Linked DNA regions of Rattus norvegicus: regions 1 and 2 are each linked to region 3. Evidence: chromatin contacts called from public Hi-C data. All regions are on one chromosome and are shown on one strand. Each heading gives the region's core, a stretch centred on a gene start, on an enhancer-like site or on the middle of the called end of the contact. The rest is flanking DNA. Distances are from core to core; before and after follow the strand shown. Region 1 has its middle 130 kb from the start of Cavin2. Region 2 has its middle 30 kb from the start of Cavin2. Region 3 overlaps Tmeff2 (transmembrane protein with EGF-like and two follistatin-like domains 2).

Evidence for each region. A called contact is a pair of places that touch in the nucleus more often than the background predicts.
Region 1: a Hi-C map of frontal cortex shows a contact between it and region 3, with 1.8 times the contacts expected there. The contact joins two enhancer-like sites. A contact is called at or near these places in 2 of 12 Hi-C or Micro-C datasets (the A7r5 cell line and frontal cortex).
Region 2: a Hi-C map of the A7r5 cell line shows a contact between it and region 3, with 3 times the contacts expected there. The contact joins two enhancer-like sites. A contact is called at or near these places in 2 of 12 Hi-C or Micro-C datasets (the A7r5 cell line and frontal cortex).

Annotation. Positions count from the first base shown.
Region 1 is chr9:57,930,440-57,934,679 of GRCr8, reverse strand. No RefSeq gene overlaps it. Among named protein-coding and RNA genes, the nearest start is that of Cavin2, 130 kb to the right of the region's middle. Within about 2 kb of position 1,524, at least 10 of the 93 cell types and tissues checked have an H3K27ac peak or open chromatin away from gene starts, as enhancers often do.
Region 2 is chr9:57,834,002-57,838,395 of GRCr8, reverse strand. No RefSeq gene overlaps it. Among named protein-coding and RNA genes, the nearest start is that of Cavin2, 30 kb to the right of the region's middle. Within about 2 kb of position 3,090, at least 32 of the 93 cell types and tissues checked have an H3K27ac peak or open chromatin away from gene starts, as enhancers often do. A contact at or near this core is called in the A7r5 cell line, where this site is marked.
Region 3 is chr9:58,188,996-58,193,593 of GRCr8, reverse strand. All of the region lies in intron 4 of Tmeff2 (transmembrane protein with EGF-like and two follistatin-like domains 2), which reads left to right. Among named protein-coding and RNA genes, the nearest start is that of Tmeff2, 34 kb to the left of the region's middle. Within about 2 kb of position 3,048, at least 11 of the 93 cell types and tissues checked have an H3K27ac peak or open chromatin away from gene starts, as enhancers often do. A contact at or near this core is called in the A7r5 cell line, where this site is marked.

The DNA.
Region 1 (4,240 bases), core at 275-2,774, 260 kb after region 3:
TTAGTTTTTGCCTTTACTTTTCTAATCCAGGCCAGGCAAAAACTTAGATGAGTTGCTCAAAGCAAAATCAGTTGTTGTGGGAGGAAGGAACCAGGAATAGGGCCAGGCTTGTGTGCTAGACAAAAACTTCTGCCTTCCTGATACATTAAAGACACTGGCTCTATAGGAGGCTTGGGCAAAGTAACCACCCCATGAAAGTAGCTCTCAAAAACCCCACAATCAAATCTATTCTTTGGGGTGTATTTTGAGATGGCTCCATGTGATTCCTCCGTATGAATGTCTCCTCTTGCTGGACTTACTCTCATTCTCAGAATGCTAACCACCTCTCTTTTCTTCACTTCTGGATACATCCTTTTTTAGGTACAACCCCTCATTGCCCAGTCCAGCTAGTGCTCCTCCATGGGCTTAGACCTTGGAAATAAGAGTCTTTCATATGAGTCCAGCTTTTCATGAAAAGCGCAAAGTACAGAGCAATGTCCCATATGGTCCTCAGTGAATATCAGATTATTAATAAACATACTAAAAATTATGTTTGATTAATGTTTAAGATTAGAATATGTAGGTAAACCTAAATGAAAGGTAATCATACCAAGACCAAGAGAAAACATCATTGTACTTGTGGACATCATTTCTGATCATTTTTATGGATGTGTATTCAAACATGAACAGAATATAAAACTAAATTAAATTAAAATAGAGCAGGCTTGGGAAAATAGCTCAGGCAGTAAAGTGCTTGCTGCCCAGGCTTTAGGACCTGAGTCCGATGCCTAGAGAACACATAAAAAGACCCAGATATGGTGGTAAGTACTTTTAATTGAAGAGCTGGAAATTAGGGATGGACAGATCCCCAGGTTGTACTGGTCACCCAGCTTATCCCACTTGGTGAGTTTCAGGTCACTGAGAGACCATGTCTCCACAATAATAAAAAAGGTGAATAGCACCTGAGGTACAGTACCCCAACCCCCAAGAAGGACGTCTGCACACACATGGGCGCACATGTGTGTGCACACATACAAGAAGACATGCACATACATGAACATATACACAAAAAAATATTACTTAAATAAAGGAATATACAAATACCAGCCACTCCTTGACCAAGCTGAAGTCCCCTAATAGAAAAAGATATTGAACGCCACTGAACAAACTGGTCTAATAAAGATGTTTTATTCTACTACTAAAATGTTATGCCACATGCTATTTTAACAAGTCTGTTTATAGGAGCAAAGATTAAGATAAAACACTTTGGCAAGCAGGGAACACACTTCCCTCCTCACTGACTAAAGCGTGATCTTAAAAGCCATTTCATTTATTCACATCCATGGCCCCCAAACCGATGGCATTTCATGGAAGGAATTACAGCATAAAGATAAGATCTGGGTGGAACAGTAGTGTGATGGGAAACTGAGGGAGACAGGCATATCAAACCGCTAGTGAGCAGGAAGGGGGCAGTTTTAAAAGAGACCACTGATTCATACAGTCCTTCCAGAAGAACGGAGACTGAAGCATTTTATCGGGGTTTCTGGAGTGTGGAGTGGCAGTCAGAACACAGGGAGCACAAGGGACACCCAGAGGCTGGAATGGCTAAGCCACTACACCCTGAGCTTGCAGGCAGAAGACCTGGCTTGGCAAGCCGGGCAAGAATGAGGCCACAACGCAAGTCCCTGGAATAAATGCTCAGGCTTCTAGTGAGGATGGTGTATTTAAAGTAAGCAGTCCATCTGCATATTTTTGTCCTCACCAATCTCAACCTTGAGATATGTAGATAGGATGCTTTATATTCTGCGGAGCAACCTTGTCCCAAAGCCCTAGATCAGCTGCCTAGAGAGAGAATAGAGGAACAGTGAGGGCCCTGCCCCGGAGGCCAGCTTCTCTCTCACGGCCGTGCAGGAGTGGTAGCAATGACAAACACAGACTGCAGAATGCTATCTAATCTGCCTGCACTTGGAAAACAAAGTCCTAGGATCATAAAGCAATCCTGAGTCGCATTAGAAAAGACAAGCTAAAAAAGGAAACAGACTACTCTTTACTTCCAGAAGACAAATCCATCTGCAGTCTGCCTGGGGATATATGAGTTAGGACTGCCAAGCAGAGCAAGCCATTGGAAAGTACTGTTAGGGTTTGAAAAGATGACTAGAAAGAGAGAAATGACTGTTCTACAAGTGGAGGTTAAAAGAGAAATGGAAAGGAAAGCCCTGATTGTGTACCTTCAGCCTTCCTGGAGGCAGGTAGCTTTATCCTTCACAGGGCAGTGCCAAGCAGAGCTGGGTGATTTCTAATCAAGCTCCCAGACCAAAGAGTGAGTCTTGTAAACAGCCAGCCCAGCGATGTTGCTGACTTCCCCCCAGAAGGCTGAGAATCTGCTGCGCCAGTATTCACATAATAACATTATATTTCACTTTTAAATAAGATGTACATGACTGTGCACTTGTGCCCAATTACAGTAATGCATGATTTACATAAATTAACTCTCCTGCTTAATTACAGTCATACAGGGATTGGGGGATAGGCTTGTACTTAGTGATCAGGACACGCTTTGGCATTTAGCCTTGCCATGACATGTGTTGGTCATAATCAAAAGGAACTCTTCAAGCACTGGGTCTTGACCATTGATCATTCTTTCTTTTGGCATTATGTGTAAACTGAGTCACTGGTCTCAGGGGCTCAGTTCTGAAATGTGATTGTGTAAGCTGAGTTGTTTTGTAGCAAGGAAGGATCTAGATTTCAGAAGTTTTCTGTTCAGGGTAGACTTTAAGCCTCTGGGTAAAGAATCTCAAAGAGACAAAGAATGAGCTCCGAGCTCACTAGGGCAGCGAGGAGGAAACGCTTTCTTTAAAGGGCATCTGTCGCTGCTCTGACACCAGCGTGAAAGCCACTGCTGCTTCTCTCATCTCATTTCTGTCATTTTTTTCTATGTCCTCTTGATTTTTTTGCTATGAACATGAATATAATATTTTTCTGAGAAAGACATCCAATTACATGTTAAGAAAAAACTGAAAGTGAAGTTTTCTATAGCCCTCACCAAAAGAAGATTTTTGTTTGTTTTCTTTTCTGTTTTGTGGTGTTGGGCTTTTTTTTTTTTTCTCCCTTCTACCCTGGCCAGACCAGCTGGCAGGAGTGGAGTTGAAGAAAATCATTGAGCTGGCAGAATAAGAAAATGATTGAAGGCAACAGACACTGAGGCTTCGTCATTATCAGTTCAGTAGGAACGAGTAAATGCTTCTCAGGAAAACTGCACAAAAACACTTCAAGGAGCTCAAATGCACATTGTGCTGGCTGACCACAAAAGATGGCAATTTCATTTTACCACTCGCTCAGTCCTTTCTCGCGCAGTACACAGAGATCTGAGTAACTAAAGACAGGGTTTTCAAGGGAAAAGTGAAAGACAAGGTGTCCATTGAGCATCTAGGGAAAGTGGGGAAGAGAGTGATCTACTCCAAGCAGATGGCATTGGGAAAAAAGACGACAGATCAAATCAGAAAAGGGGATCTTATTGTCAATGCATTGAAAACAGAGAATCCCTCTCCTGAGGCTGGTCACTCACCTCTGTAGCTCTCCTTCTAGACTACAATCAACTCCCTGCCAAACACTCTGGAAAGACATTAATGGAAGACCATTCAGTGTGATTTGCATTTGATATATGAAGCATGGTCTAGGGAACAAAGTCATTTTCCTTCATAATTCTTACCATTTATTCTGCACTAAACATAATGTGCAGAGGCACGTTCAGGCCTGACTTCCCCAAGGTGTCTCTGAGGAAGATTGCCCAAGATTTCTTTAGACAGTCTAGAGATAACATGAAGCCACTGGGGGATTAGGAGAAAATCCTTCCACTACTCTGTGTCTTACTTCCTTCTATTCATCCTTACAGATTTCTCTGTCAAACTGCAGAAATCCAGTGTTTGATTCTTGTTGGTCTGCTTTGCTTCTTTTAAACCAAGGCTTTTCTCTTCTCTTACCTGGCTACCTCCATGTCTCTAGCTGCTCCCTATTCTGCCTAGGGCTATGACACCCTTTCTTTAAAATGCTCAAATTGACCTTGAATGTTCTATTCTTTGATCCTTCATGGAGCTGTTCCTTCACAATACCAAATGCCTTAAAAGTTCAAACTTAAAGAGTGGTCAGACTCAAAGGAACACTGCTGGATTGGAGAGTAAATAGACAAATCAAAACCCTTCCCCTGTGACAGTCAGGACCCTTCGCTGAGCTTAGAAGTAGTGCAATGAGCTATCCCTGTCCT
Region 2 (4,394 bases), core at 1,841-4,340, 360 kb after region 3:
CGTGGGGGCAATACAGCTGTAATCTCAGCATTTGGGAGGTTAAAGAAAGAGGGCTAAAAGCTCAATACGTTCCTTGGCTACACGGCCAATTCCAAGACAGCTGGAGCTACAGAAGACCCTGTCTCTTGTCATATGATAAATCGAAAAATATCTACAGCATACAGGAAATGGAAAAACCCCTAGAATTGGTCAAACAAGTCCTGTGTCCTGACTAAGAGAACATCTGCAACTCTGTGACAGGAGATAAGCCACACCAACTGGTTGTCAATTTTAGGAATTTCAGATGGCGTGTCATAGAAATGGGGGTGGGGGAGAGAGAGAGGGAGTGTATTTATAGTCTTAGGATGTTTTGTAATAGTTTGGAGTATTTAAAAATGAGAACAGAAATGTGGCTTGTTTCCCCAGTAGAGAAATTTATAAGGAACAGCATAGGATTGACAAGGTTTCTCTATGTGCCCTAGCTGTCCTGGTATTGGCTCTGTAGACCAGGCTGGCCTTGAACTCACAGAGATTTGCTTGCCTCTGCCTTCTGAGTGCTGGGATTAAAATCATGTACCACCGCTATCCAGCTAGGGACTGTTTTAACCGTATTGTTGTGTCTCTACTCATCTTGAGAGAAGCTGTTTATGATGTGGGATTGCCCTAATTCCTAGTTAGTTATTTCCTCCTCTCTATTTACAGAAAAAAGAAAGAAAGGAGGAGAAAAGAAGGCCAATAAGAAAAGCCCCTGGATTCTTACACGCTGTGTGAATCCACTTAACGCAATCAAAATATCCAATTAATCTTAGCAACATGATCGAGGAGTCGTTTCTCCAGGTGTCTCCTCCAAAGAGTAAATTTAATTCCAACATTTGGACAACTGTTTAAACCAACTGTAACATTGCCAGTTTAATACCGAAGAAATAACTCAACCAAAACCAATGTGCAAACAATCTTTCCCCAAGTACAGAAGTAACAACACATCCTCTACCTGGATATCAATTTCTCAAGGTATCCAGGGAACAACGGCTGAATTCTATCATTTGTGTCCCTTTTTGTACTTGATTTGATGGTATATCCTGCCATCTACTGATATGTAAAATGATTTAAAAAAATCTTCCCTGAGTCATATTGCCATTCTGCATAGATGATCATCTGTAAGCCAGTAAATTAACCTACTATAATAGGGTTTTCCATCCAGAAGTTAGCAAGGTGTCTGCCTCCAGCAGAAAACCTTTGCATGTAGCCATAGCCGCTTACCCCGAGAATCACAGGAACATAGGAAAAGGAGACTTAACTTCAGAATCAGACTGACTTCTTGTGCCAGCTCACCCAAGAACGAAAAATCTTGTTCTCAGTTTATATTTGTACTCTAAAATAAAGTATTGGGAATAGGCACACCTCTTCTCACCTCCAAGATGTTCTCAGTCTTACAGGGCATTTGAGTCCTTGATCAGTATACTTACAAAGAACAGGTCATTCAGAAATTTACAGGTAACCCAATTAAAATCCCAGAGTGCCACCCTTTGGCAACAGGTTCCTTGTTGCCCTCTGCAAAAGGCTCCTTCCCATTTTGTCTGTTACACCCAATGTTGTACACTCAGTCTGTCCCAATATGCGGTGTCTTTCGGCAGCTGTCTTCTGTTTCTCCTTATGTTGACAAGTCACCTTTGCTGTAAAAGACTTGTAGTCACATTAAAAACGTAGTTTGGAAATGGAACTTATGCTACTGACTACAAATACCTTCCTCAGCTATCTAAGCAGCTGACCACAACTCCCAACTGGGCAATAGATACATTCGATTTGTTTTCTAACCTTTGAAGAACAGCAACCCCAGTGACTCTTTACTTACCTAAGGGTCACTTCTCTGATAGCTTCAAATGTCTAGGACACCGCTGAGAGGCAAAGGTAGACAAGAAAAGGCCTCAGAGAAATGTTTTCAAAGGTCTCCGAAATGCACGAATCCATGTTAGCAAGCCTGTTCACTAAAGTCCATGCACCTGACTGCAGAGACTTTTTCCTGCTCTCTTCAAACCTGCAACTTCTCAGTGTAAGCAAATACCAAGTCTTACCCGAACTGAACATTTAGGCCTCCTTGATTAGAGTTTGTGGTTAAGTAACACATACCATCAAGCCTGGCTATCCAAACTTTCTAAAAGCCGAGCACTTCAACTCCAAGTTTTCTTTCTAGGAAGTTTTCTCCTCTTTCTCCTTACTTCACACCCCAAACCATGTGTGTTAAGAGTACTTGACCTACAGCCTCGTGATCCTGAGTGAGATCTCTGGAATCCACATAAAGATGAAAGGGCAGAACATTACATCACAATGTTATCCTTTGTTTTAACGCGCGTGCGCGCGCGCGCGCGCACACACACACACACACACACACACACTCACACTCACACACACATACACTCACACTCACACACATACACACTCACACACATACACACTCACATACACACTCACACACACACTCACACACATACACACACACACACACACACACACACACACACACAAATGAAAAGCAAGAGGTGGTGGAGGAGGAGGAGAAAGAATAGAGTTTAGGCAAAATAAAGGTTTTCCTAAAAGTTCAAATTCTTCTCTGACAGTCAAAATCATGGCACCTGCAGAGATTCCTCGTGGCCTCTTTGGCCCCCTATAAAGTGTCCTCCACCAGATCACTGCTGTTTTTTTTTCTTGGTTCTCTGGTATAGCCCATCAAATTCCAGATTGCCAAATGCCTAGGGGTGGGGGTGGGGGTCACAATTTTGAATGTGGCCTTCTTACCTAGAGGTACATCTAAATCCTCGACAAAACCCAGTTTCATATCCTATTGTCCTGATTTTAGCAGTGCTCTGGGTTCAAACAAGATGCTAGTCTCTCACATATCTTCCATTAGTGCTATCCTGGGAAGCAAAGTGTGTTGAAAAAAAATTAAAAAAAAAAAAAGACAATAACAAGGAACAGATTGCAAGAAAAAATAGGAATCTGCTTCTGCCTCCCTCGGATTTGCCCCTTTGCTGTCATGCACTGGGGTGTGAAGAGGCACAGCTTGGGAGAGATTTGGCCGACTCTGTAAAGGTCATGAAAGTTCCCAACAGAAAATGCTGACTCACAGGCCATGCATCCTGATATTTCAGCACGTTCAGGAAAAATGCAATCCACTCCAGCACACCCTTTCTTTCCATGGTTTCTTGCCAGTTCACTGGTGAGTTTTACTACAAAGGGCAGTTCAACAGCCAAGGTGAGGGAAGTTGCTGATTTGAACAAAAGTTCAATGGCAGGGCAGGAGGACGCAGGCCCTTCTGTGCCTTGTGTTTACCAAAGAGACAGGTTTCATCAAAACAGAGAGATCGCAAACAGCTCCGTCTTTTGGCATTTTTCAAAGCAAATTTTTAGAGACTGCCTTTCTTCCCGGGTTCTGTACACACACATTTGCACGCACACACAAACACCAGCTTTGAAATTCTCAGAACTTGAAGCACAGCCAGTTTTGACCTTCACTTCCCAACACTTCAGGAAACAGGAATTCACACACCCTCGGGCCTCTTAGTAAAACAAGTCCCTGGAAAACTCTCCAAAAAATACTTGATTGTACATACTGCATGCGTATCATTCTCCATTCTCCCTCAAAACACACAAAAGCACACATTCTAGATCTTGATAAAAACTCCTCATCTAACAATCAAACAATATGCTATGCAACAGAGATATACAACACACACATTCAATTTGCCATCTGCATGTGAGTCTAAGAAACATGGACTAAACAGCATTTGCTTCACATAGATGTAGAGAAACAGCCCCACCCTTCCTCTGTACTCCCACCATACACAGATTCCAAGACTGAGAGGATTGACCAAGCCTTTGTGTTCTCCCTCGAACATGCCTGAAAAAAAGACTAGGATCCTTGACAAGAGGACAGGCAGGAGAGAGGTGTGGTTCCCAAGAGAAAGCAAAACATTGTTATCAGAGGAAATAGCGTTGCATTCTTGGCAGGCAGGAAAATTGAGAGATTAGCTCTTAAGCAAGCAGAGTAATATCCAACCTCAGCTAGACCTTCAACAGTTGTACAGGTTGTGACAAGGAGCAGGACACTTAGCTGCAGCTATGAGCTTTCCTCCATTTAAGATTGTGGCCCTAACGACAATAAGGCCAACACTGTTAAGATACCTTAGTGGACTCCATGGAAAAAAAAAAATTTCCCCAATCCTTTTGTCATTTTCTGTCAAAATGAAAAAGGAGCAAAAAGAAAAAAATCTTTTTTTTTTTCAGTGCAGATTCGTTCTATATATCCCTGGCTATACTAAAACCTGCTCTGTAGACCAGGCTAGCCCCAAACTCAGAGATTTGTCTGCCTCTGCCTCCTGAGTGCTGGCATTAAAGAAGTATGCCACCATGCCAAGCTA
Region 3 (4,598 bases), core at 1,799-4,298:
GTGCTGGTATATGTGGTACTCTGAGGCCAACAGTGTCAGGCATCCTCATTGCTCCCCACTTCAATGTTCCAGTCTTTTAGTGAACTTGGAGTTTGCCAATTCCACTGCAGTGACCTGTGGGCAAAGCCCCAGGAATCTCCCTCCATGTGCGTCTCTAGATCTAGTGTTTTGGATTGAGATCATGCCTTTATAAACTGAGCCACATCCCCAGCTCTAAGCTTCTCCCTCTACACTTAGATATTTCTTCCCAACATTTTCTGAGTAGTGTTTATCTCTAAACATCTCAAAATTAAAAAGTAATATTTCTAACATTCTTAGTATACACAATCTATAGTTAATGGTAATGAAATGTTTTTTGAAAAACCTTCTAATTTTGACCCTCTGGCATAATACCATATGGAAGATATGGTTGCTTAATACTTTCTGAAATTATTGGGATGACAAAATTATAAATGGATAAGAGCTCCAAATAGTATATTAATATTAGGCATGAAACCTTTAGATTGGGCAAATAAAACACACGTGCCTATTGTGGTCCGATTGTTCAGAGTCGTGTATTAAGAAATTGACATGGAACATAGATCATCTCTTTTCAACTGTGAAAAGAAGGGACACAAACATTATTTGTTCAACATCTTTATATGTTGTTAGGAACAACACCAGCTTCTGTGGACTAAAAATTTCTCTTTACTTCATTGTTTCCTGTGTAAGTTTTCATAAGTTTAACATTGGGAATTAAAACAGAATGCTGTAGAATATCATAGTAAGCATTATAAATGTGATTGAGAGTATGTTATTATTATTAAATAGAAGATTTTTATAAATCAGCAAATTTCTGTGATATGACTTGGGCCTAAGAATGCATGGAACCATGCACACACAATGTGATATTGTTATTGATTATATACTATGCAGTATTCTGTTTTTCTTTTTGCTTTCTTTGTATTGGTGACATTGGCTATGTCATACTTTGTGCCAACCAAGTTTAAGAGAAAAAGAAAATTTGACTAAGAATGATTCAGAGAGTGACAATTAGTTTTCAGAAAGTAAAACAGGGATTATGAGACAAAGCTTCTGTCTTGGGAAAGAAATAAAATTCCTTTATTATGAGAAAGAAAAAAAAACAGCAGGTAAAGGTACAGAGGCAGGATGCTCAGGACAAGTGCCAAGTCCCTAAGTGTACACCTGTATTCAATGCCTCTGTAGTCTTGGGCATTTGAATACTAATTCTTAATGGGTGCTGACTGGGGAGTCAGAAAAGGTGTGTCCTTTCTGGAAAAGGTATGTCACTGGAAGAGGACTCGGAGACTTCAGACCTGTGCCCATTTGGGTATGCTTCCTCTTCTTCCCGCTTCTGTGAGCTCTCAGTTCCCAGCTCTGGTGGCCATTCTGCTGCACCTGTATCATGGATTCTTCTCCTTCTGCAAGCGTATGCTCCAATAACGTCTCTTCTGATCATTGCCTTGGTCACAGTGTCTTGTCATTAAAATGTTTTAAGGGCAATCTTTTTTTTTATATGTTTAAAATATTGTGTGTGCCTCCAGGTGGAGAATAAATTGTATGTGAGGCCAAACTGAAGCAAGATGCTGATACAAAGATTGCCACAGTGGGACAGGCATGGGGAGTCCACACAACCTGAGTGTTGGCAAAAGGGCCAGTGAGGAGGTACAAAGTACTTTCTGGTCATTTGTCTGCCAGCATGGGTGTGACCAAGTGTTACTTGCTGAAGTAGTGAAGTGTGTGGATACTCAGGAGCTAGAGACGGGAGCATCAAGTTCAAGTCACTATCCCAGGCTGAGCCCCACTCAGAACAAAAGACACGTATTTGGAAAGGCTAGGAAGAACAGCAATCATCCCTTTATCTCATCCACGTTCATTGCAAACCAACATGCTGGTTTAATTTTAAAACACGGACGTGCTTCATAAAGAGCACTGTTTTAAGAACCAAAGCCCTTGGGCCGAGCCCAGTATATTCATCGAAGTCAATTTTCTCAGACTTTGGGAAGCAAACACACTGATGTGTTTAGAAGTTCTCAGTTGGTTGCTTTCCAATGAAGCCCATGTATTCTGGTGTTTTTGTCTTTCATTTACTGCTTGAAACCCATACAGTTTCACCATCACCCCCAGTATGGCAATTAAAGGTAAAATACGATAATAGAGAACTCAGTCATTTGGCTTTTATGTATTTATGTTCTATGTCGGATATGTGACAGATTGCGATAACAGAACCAGTTATAATCAAAGTGCAGCCGTACAAATATAGCAGCCACCACGGAACGGCTCCCTTTGCTGAATGAGACAGAATGGGAGTGCCATCTCCCACTGCACTCTCTCTAGAGCAGCATGCCAGCCTCAACACCTTTGCCGCATCCCCCTCACTGCTACTGCGAAACGTCCCCACAGTCGCACTTCACCTGAGTTTGTCATTGATCCTTGCACATCGGATTTTCTGCTCTGCAGACAACTAATTTGAGTAGCTCGAAATATAAAACTTACAGCTTTCCCCTTCGGTGTCCCAGTTCACATAACAATATAGAAGTCACTTCCCAGTGCAGAAAACCCCAAGGCCCTCAGACTTTGTTCAGCCTCCATGGTGCTACATAATTTGTTTTATTTCTCTGAAGCCTGCAGCGTTTCTCATGTGTTGTTAGGGGAAGGGATCCATTGTCAGTGTGTAGGCATCGCCTCAATTAGGCTCTGCTGGCTTCTCTGTCTGCATGGGAATGCAGATTTGGTCGTCTGGAGAATGACAGTTGTTTGTTTCACTCGTGTGGTGACTGATCTTGGGTGGAGACTTACAGGTTGACTCAAATATTTATAAACATGTCTGTTGCTGTCTTTCGCAGAGATTATTCTGAAGGGAGGAGAGGTTTTTTTTATGTTTTGTTGGATTGCTTCTGGTTTTCACAAACTCCTTTAACCTTTTCTTCTCTTGAATTCTAAACTGCAAATTCATTTTTATCCAGCTAGTCCCAGAGACTATAACCTTGAAGTGGGAATAGCGTTGTACCAGTAGGGGGAGCTCACACCATGCCTATTTTATGGGTTGACTTGAAGTTAATTTTGTGGTTTTGTTTACTTAAGGGTGGAGCCGGTTTCACTTTAAAGCTAACAGTTACTAGGATTTGGGATAGAAGTTATTTCCGGTTGAAAAGTTAGGATAATCTGAAGTTGTAAATCTCAAGTGCGTTAAGAGTTTAGGTCTTTAGTTACTGAATCGTCATACTGTGTTTGAAGTTTTCAGATTGCTGAAATGTGGGGGCTTTAGAATACACTAAAGTGTCTCTTTCCTTGCCTGTGTCATTAAATTACTACCTCCCGGAAACAGTGACAACAGGACTTGGGCTGAACATTTTTTGTGCAAATGACTGTAGGTCAGTGTAAACAAGGCAGGTGCTCACACATGGTTGTGAACGTTAAGTGTGAGCTTAATTTTTTTTTCATAGATGTCCCTGGAGGAATTTATACTTGGGGCTATTCGTATTTCTCACAAGATTTGCATAAAATGGAATTGGAAAGGCACACAGATCTCAATTAGCTCTGTCCAGTTCAAATCAGCCAAGTACTCGGAGCTGAAGTATCATTCCAGCACCTTTTGTTTTCCCAGGTTATTTTCGACTCCCCTTTGAGATGTTAGCAATTTTCCAAATACTGCCTGCAATCTCAGAGTCTCTAAGATGGTGAACACCAAGCACTTCTTCATCTTGTACTTTTCGGCAGGCATTTAATGTGTCCCCAGAATGGGAGAGGGAGTAACATTTTCTGTTTGTTCCTTTTCCCCACTGTTGAACATCTGTCTAATGTCACGCACAGGATACCCACGCTCTGCTCTGCCCATGACTGTGCTCTGCCCACAGTAAACTCATGGTCTTGAGAATGTACCATTCAGTGAATTGGGAGAAGGAAGGTTCCAGAGTATGTTTGCTTCCTCAGAATAAGAGATCACAGTTGTCTCCAGACTGGCCTATGTATTTGACTTTCAAATCATTCCTGAGTCAAGACAGCTGACTAATTGCTAACATTTTGCCCAACGAAACTGAAAGTCTGGACTAGAGTATGTGTGATGCCTGGACATTGATTATGAAATCACTTATGTCATAAAATTTTCATCTAAATTACTGTGCTATTTCATACGTTACATGTGATGGGAACCCTTGTGTGGAAGACGGAGGGATAATGGAGAGAAGAAAAATGAGGTGAGGAAGGAGAGGCTACTGAGAGACTGGGAGAGGTTCTCAAGCATTTATACTGTTTCCTCAGGGTGAACACCACAATTGTCTAGCAATTTCCTAGCAATAAAATAACTATCCTGTGTTGATGAGCCTTTAGCGTGACAGAGTGATGACCTTAGCCTGGATTCTCAGATTTTAATAGCTCTGTGGGTCCCATAGGGAAAGCTCTTTGCTCATTGCTTTCTTTGACTTAGTCTTTCTTCTCTGTCAGTGATCCTCCTGCATACTTTTCTCTCATTAGCATTATATTCCTAGAGCATCATCACTGATACAATGTCTCTTTCTGTATCACACATTTATTTTAGATGGCATAAATTTAACAAAACAGGTTGTTCTGTGGACAGTGTTATCTTACACAGGCATACC